Linked DNA regions of Mus musculus: region 1 is linked to region 2. A link is a contact called in public HiChIP or PLAC-seq data. All regions are on one chromosome and are shown on one strand. Each heading gives the region's core, a stretch centred on a gene start, on an enhancer-like site or on the middle of the called end of the contact. The rest is flanking DNA. Distances are from core to core; before and after follow the strand shown.

The links. HiChIP or PLAC-seq counts read pairs in DNA pulled down with a chosen protein or histone mark.
Region 1: a contact with region 2 is called in an H3K4me3 HiChIP or PLAC-seq map of the SCID.adh cell line, with 10 read pairs. The contact joins two enhancer-like sites. A contact is called at or near these places in 2 of 484 Hi-C or Micro-C datasets (embryonic stem cells and group 2 innate lymphoid cells) and 1 of 115 datasets of contacts at active chromatin or transcription factors (the SCID.adh cell line).

Annotation. Positions count from the first base shown.
Region 1 is chr13:37,232,730-37,236,146 of GRCm38.p6, forward strand. No RefSeq gene overlaps it. Among named protein-coding and RNA genes, the nearest start is that of Gm30600, 15 kb to the right of the region's middle. Within about 2 kb of position 1,837, at least 1 of the 459 cell types and tissues checked has an H3K27ac peak or open chromatin away from gene starts, as enhancers often do. A contact at or near this core is called in the SCID.adh cell line, where this site is marked.
Region 2 is chr13:37,103,472-37,106,593 of GRCm38.p6, forward strand. No RefSeq gene overlaps it. Among named protein-coding and RNA genes, the nearest start is that of Gm30549, 34 kb to the left of the region's middle. Within about 2 kb of position 1,595, at least 33 of the 459 cell types and tissues checked have an H3K27ac peak or open chromatin away from gene starts, as enhancers often do. A contact at or near this core is called in the SCID.adh cell line, where this site is marked.

The DNA of each region.
Region 1 (3,417 bases), core at 587-3,086, 130 kb after region 2:
GATGTGGATATATAAATATAAATAGAGATAGATAGAGATATAAGTAGGATTTATTCTACAAGTTTTCTTACTCCAGAGAACCCTGACTAATACAGCCATATATCACAGTGAAAGTAGTATGTGACAGAGTAAACTGCTTACTTGATAAAGGCCAGGGTGGAGAGAGTAGGGAGAAATGAAGCAAGTGAGAATAGAGGCAAGAATTCTAATATCCTCTTTAAGGACACATCCTCAGTAGCCTAACTTCTGCCCACCAGGCCCAATCAGGTTCCTGGGCTGAGAACCAAACATTCAATGCATGTCTTTGGGTGGATCCACACTATAACATGCAAGTGAGAGGGAGGGTGTTGTATGAATAAGATATAATGCTATCTGTAGTTTAAGGCAAGTTTTATGTAGATAAGGAAGTACTGTTGGAATGTGTTGTGAGACTGAAGCTAACACCAAGTTTGATGTCTATATTGGAATATGGAGCAATATGGAAGATGGCACCTTGCCTGCATAGTTGTAAGAAATCTTCCCACCTCTACCTCTTTTCTCAGGCAGGCTGCTGAAAGACACAAGAAATCAATAGGCCACAAAATAGAAACAATTTTAAACTCCAGGAAAAGTCCTCCTTTTCCGATGTAATGATGCCATGGCCTGTCTCCAGACCTTGGATGAGAATGGGCCATTGAGAAGGTCCCTTGAGGGCATAGAAGCAGAAAAGTTGAACTTTAAGAGCAAGAAAGATTTCTTTTTTCATTAAAAGAAAAAGGTGTGTTTAGATTTACAGTACCCAAGAAAGTGCAGACAAGAAGATGAGAATTTCATGATGGAATAAGACAATTTAGGAAAGGCAGAGAGGGTAAAAAGAGCACCCGGCTTATTTTAGTACAGATACACAGAGAGTGGTGTGTGTGTGTGAGAGAGAGTGGCGTGGGGGGGGGGGCTTTCCAGGAAAATTGGAAGCAAGTGAAGATATATAGGGAAAAAATGCACACCAGTGTTCCCAATGATAGGCACAGGTGTTCATCCTGTAGCAAGACGCATTTTAGTGTTCCCCAAGGATCATGTAATCCTAGAACCTTACAGCATTAAATATTTCCAGATGAAATCTTTGTATTGTGGGCCCTACATCTGATGATTGGTGCCCTCCCAAAGAAAAGGAATAGGAGGAGATGTGGACACATTCCATGTAAAGACAGAGGCCAAGGTGGTGAGATGCTGCCACAAGACAAGGTGCAGAAACGAGAACAGGCAAAGTACAACCTTGCTCTAAGCCAATGGAGAGAGTATGGTCTAGACACCACTTTCATCTCAGACCGCTGGTCTCTAGAATTGGAACAGAACAGGCTTGTGTTGTTTTGAGGTCCTCATATACGGTCATTTGCCTCATCAGCTGAAGAAAACTAACATATACACCAAGCCACCCCATATAGTTTATACAGCAAGGGCTTAATAAATACGATTGACTAACGAACCATCAGATGAATCTCATGGACTGTGAAACCAGAGGTACAACTGCACTTGCACTATGCTTAGGGGAGAGTGAAGATGTAGCACTTGACCTTCCTCTTTTAAGCTCTGCAACTAGTGCCCTCCAGGGGAAGAGTGTGAAGTCTAGAAAAGGAGACGTGGGGTGAACCCTGCACTCCATTTCAACTACTTCAGGCAAAAGTGGGATCTACTGAGAATTAGGCACCTGTGCTTCCTGGTGGGGTGGGCAGGAAAGAAGCAGAACCACATACAGCATGTCTTCTTCAGGACCCAGAGCAAAAAGGCAACCTTGGAGTTCACAGTGCCTTACTCAACCAAGGAGCAAGTTGCATTGTCCCCAGCACCCAGTGTCCTACTATGTCCTGGGGGTTACTTCTCTGTACCATTTCCTAGCTAGGGAAGCTAGAGACCCCGTGTACAGTCTTTCCTTCCTAGTTAAGTTCACAGATTGGTTTCATTGTCCACTGTTCTGACCTGATGAGATGATGCCAGGTTGATCCTGCTTGTGAGTGACTGAAGTGTGGGAAGCCACATGTGCCGTTGCAGAGTGGCACTGACTACTGCTGGCCACCACGCATAAGTTTGTACAAACAACCAATGTGTACATATGCAGTAAAGTTTTTTGCAAAGACACTGCCTGGCCCGGGCATGATAATGAGGTTCTGTAAGGTACTGAGAGAGTAACCAATCAGATGTGAGACATGCAAATGAGGTATGATAATGAGGTTCTGTAAGGTACTGAGAGAGTAACCAATCAGATGTGAGACATGCAAATGAGGTATGATAATGAGGCTCTGTGAGGTACTGAGAGAGAGTAGCCAATCAGATGAGGAACATGCAAATGAGGAGCGTAGTGCATAACCAATCCGGGTGTGAGACACGCCTCTCCTAGGCCTATAAAAGCAGCACCAGTTCTGGGCTCGGGGTCTTTTTGCCTCTGCAATCAAGCTCTCCCAATAAACGTGTGCAGAAGGATCCTGTTGCAGCGTCGTTACTCCTGGCCAGTCCGGCGCGCAAGACTGATGTGTATTATTCTTCACTTCTTGGCCCTCTCCCCAACTGTTTTCTGCCTTTCGTCCTAGCTGCAGTGAATTGGCTTTGGCAGAGTGCACCAGCCAGGCTCTGGGCCCTGGCATTCTGCTGGGAAGCAGAGATGCTGACAGTAGACAGATAAGGGTAAGGCCAGTTCAAGGTTAAATAAGTGTATCTCCAGCTCCCTTTGTACTTTCTCCCAAAAGGGCTTATAAATGTAAATATCACTTTTATTTCTTCAGATGATGGAATAAGATGAAAACCATACCCAAGCTTTACATATACATGGCTTGGGCTGAGCATTTCTAACTATCCCTGGGCCTAGGCCTGGAAGCTTCTAACATACATATAATCTAATCTTCTGCAAGCCCAGACCTTGAAGGATTTAGCTTCCAGCCTCTGTCTGCTAAACTAGGCCTAGAATGTTTCAGCCTCTAAGAGTTACTACTAAATAAACTCACTCTTTTCTTGCTCTTTCTGAACTCTGACTGGCTGGTTTTACTCAGCTGGCCTGGCTCAAACTCTCCAAGCTAATTGATTCATATTGGCTTCTTTTGGCTTCTGACTGAATTGCTCTGCTTGGAAAGGCTGCCTCTGAACTCCATGAACTGAACTGGTCCAAATTCAACTCAACTCACTCAATTGAACTGCACCCAACTAAACTAAACACCGCTATCTGACTGAACTCAACTGACTCTCTCCCTCACTGCTCTTTAAGTAGATCCTCTTTCCTGCCTGTTCTCATGAGAATTGGGTGTATCCTGTCTCTGACTCATTCTGTCAAATCTTTCTCTGATTAATTACTTTGTCTGCCCCTCAATTATACATCATGGTTTAGAATAAAAATTTTGTACTAAAGAGGTGTGTGTATTTTAGACAGAGGGACTAAAGGAGTATGTTCCAGAA
Region 2 (3,122 bases), core at 345-2,844:
AAGTCCTCTTAACCTATGTTGTATTGTGTTATTGTCACTGAAACTGGAGTCCAAGTCTTTTATAAACAAGGTGTCAAAATCCTGTCATCATGTCTGTCTTTTGGTTCCCATTTTGATCATGGTTATTATTATTATTATTATTATTATTATTATTGGATTTTTCCATAGTAAGTTTACCCTGTTTGCTTCAACTGAAATTCCAAGCATTCAGGAGATCTGTCTGCGATTTAGCTTCGCAGCCTGGAAGAACACTGCATGCTAACAACACATCTTTTTCCCTGAGCTATCGGGTACATGCAGATGCCCCTCCCAACAGCTCAGTAGGCTTGGAAGAGCACCACCTTTCATACACAGACAACCTTGTTAACTGCCAACAAATGAGACTCAGAGCAATGCACACAGGAGAGTAAATCTGCTTGGGCAGGTACCTTGTGGTGAATGTAGCTATGAAAACGCCGCTGAAAATGTCACTCTCTACCCCATGTAGGTCCCAGCTGAGTGAAGAGGTATCCACCCTACCTTGAAGTGCTGAGGAACACAGCCTCATATTTATTATTCATAAGAAATGGAGCCCATGCATTTCAGACATCTGCAGAGCATTGCAGCCCTTAATGAGGTGGGGGAACCGAGCCATGCCGCTCCCTGGTGGCCCCCAACTGTGTTTATTTGAATACGTGATCATTAGACTGCACAAGGCTCTCTGGGGCTCAGTGCCCAGAGTGCATTACACCCTGGAGAATGTGAAAATACTTTAATTAACAACAGGAGTGGGCAGCCCTGCTGAGTTCCTTCTGTTACCATCCTCAGGACCTGAGAAACCAGGATGCATGCACCACCCCCACCATCTCTCATTATCAACATAAAAGAAAACCTTAAGCAACGATTTCTTTTAGAATTGTTTTGGAAAGGCCAGTAAGTACAAAATATTTCCCTCTTTTCTTTCCTCTGACTCACCCTTATTAGTAACGAACATTACATCAATATATATAAGCACCTGCAGCATGCTGTACTCGATAGTGCATGCATGCATGAGCTTGCACACACACACACACACACACACACACACACACACATGAGAGAGAGAGTGGAGAGAGAGAGAGAAGGGAAGGAGGGAGAGGGAGAGATGCAGACAGACAGACACAAGGGTGCGATGGGAGAAAGACAATACATCTTTATAATTCACGTACTCTGCAAACATTACAGTCCTCTGGGGTATACAGATGAAGAGCATGCCAGATTGGCTTGAAATGTGTACTCATTTGAATGTGAAAATTTACATTAGTCAATTACTCAGATAAATGTTTTGCTTCATTAACTTAAATGGAACGCTGACAGTTTCCACACATGCTATCTGGCTAAGAGATTTGTTTGTTTGTTTGTTTGTTTTAAAATTTGAGTCATTGGTTTCTGCCTGATTTGAGATCATGTAATAGCCAACCATAACGTGCAGGCCAGGAGAAGAGGGCTGCCACTCCACTGTTACAAGATTGACTGGCTGCATAGCTGTACAGTCTCTGTCCAGAACTGACTTACTACACGTGTACAAGTGAATCTGAGCTGAGCTGGGTCGGGACATATAGATTGGCAGAATATGGCACTGCCCCTAACCACCACTTGTTCCCCAGACTGGCTTCTTGCAACATAGGGTAACTTTATGACAAGGTCTGTGATTGCTCAAGAACTCAGAGGTTGCTTAAGAATGATCTTAGTGGTCCCTGCATCGTTTGAATGCTCTTTTGGAACATCTGCTGATGTCCCTGCACTGATATAGGCCCTCTAAACAGTGGATAATCCACAAAGTGGGAAGGCATCAAAAAAGTAAACACTGACATGTGAAACAGGGAGTGTCACCTTCATTAAGCATCCTCTGTCCCCAGGCATACCAGCAAAAATCCTTTTCGTTTCTTTTTGAGGTAGTACATTGAAGTAGAACAGAAGAATAGTAATCGAAGGAGCCATTTACCTTTTCAAAATTAACTTTAAAACTTCAATAGTTTTAAACTTGCAGATAAAATTTCAAAATGTTAAAAAGAATTTGCATATGTTCCACATACCTAGTGTCCTCTATGATTAAGATTTGTATTAGTCTATTACATTCCTCATAATTGATGAATCAGTAGTAATAGTTATCTTAGTATCAACTAAAGATTCAACTTTACTTAGAATTCCTTAGTTTCAACCTGGTAGCCATTCTCTGATACAGAATTCCATGCAAGTTATTTGAGTATGAGTTAGCTACTTTGGCATGTGTCAAAACACTTGATGTAAATCAAGAGACGATGATTTCGTTGGGCATATGGCTGGATTTCAGAGGTGTTGGTCAATCATGTTAGGGAAGGTAGGGTGGAGCCAAGTGCCCTCTGTCACAGTAACCAGGAGGCAGAGAGAAAGAAGGTTCTGATCACTCTCCTCTTCATTTTATTACACCTGGGTTCTGAGGCTATGTGATGGTGTCTGGGTAAATTCATCATATACCCCCATGCTCATTTAATATCTCTGGAAACACTTTCATAGACACACATACATAGGTGAGCTCTTTAAATTTCACTTCTCAACTCAATAATAATAGTAGTCAAGACTGCCCATCACAGTCCGAATTTAGTTGTTACAGCTTCTTAGGCTCCCCCATGATGTGCCAATTTTCCAGACCTTCTCTAGTTCATGTGACCCTTTCAGTCTGAAGAAACACTGGCCAGGTATCTGGCCAGGTTTTGTGGAGAGTCTTTCAGTCACAATGTGCTGAGTAGCTTCCTTGTGGTTAGTGTGAGGGCTTGTGGTTATGGAGAGAGCGACCACAGAGGTGAAGTACTATTTCATCACTCGATATCAGGAGTACAAACGAACTCGACTAATCACAGGTGTCTGCTCTTTATCCCTGAGAGGATGAATGCCCCCAAACCTTTAACTCTCTCTGCAAAAGTCAGCCTATGGGAGCACCAGCCATACCTACAACCTCCTTGATCCATTTCCTGGACTGTGGTCAGTCTCTTGGGTTCCTTGAATAGTTTATGGACCATAATACTTATCATTTTCAGCATTTGCATTAAATATTTAACATGGACGGCAGCTGCGAATTATCTTACAAGGACTATTATTTCAACCTCAGTCTAGGAAATCAGATT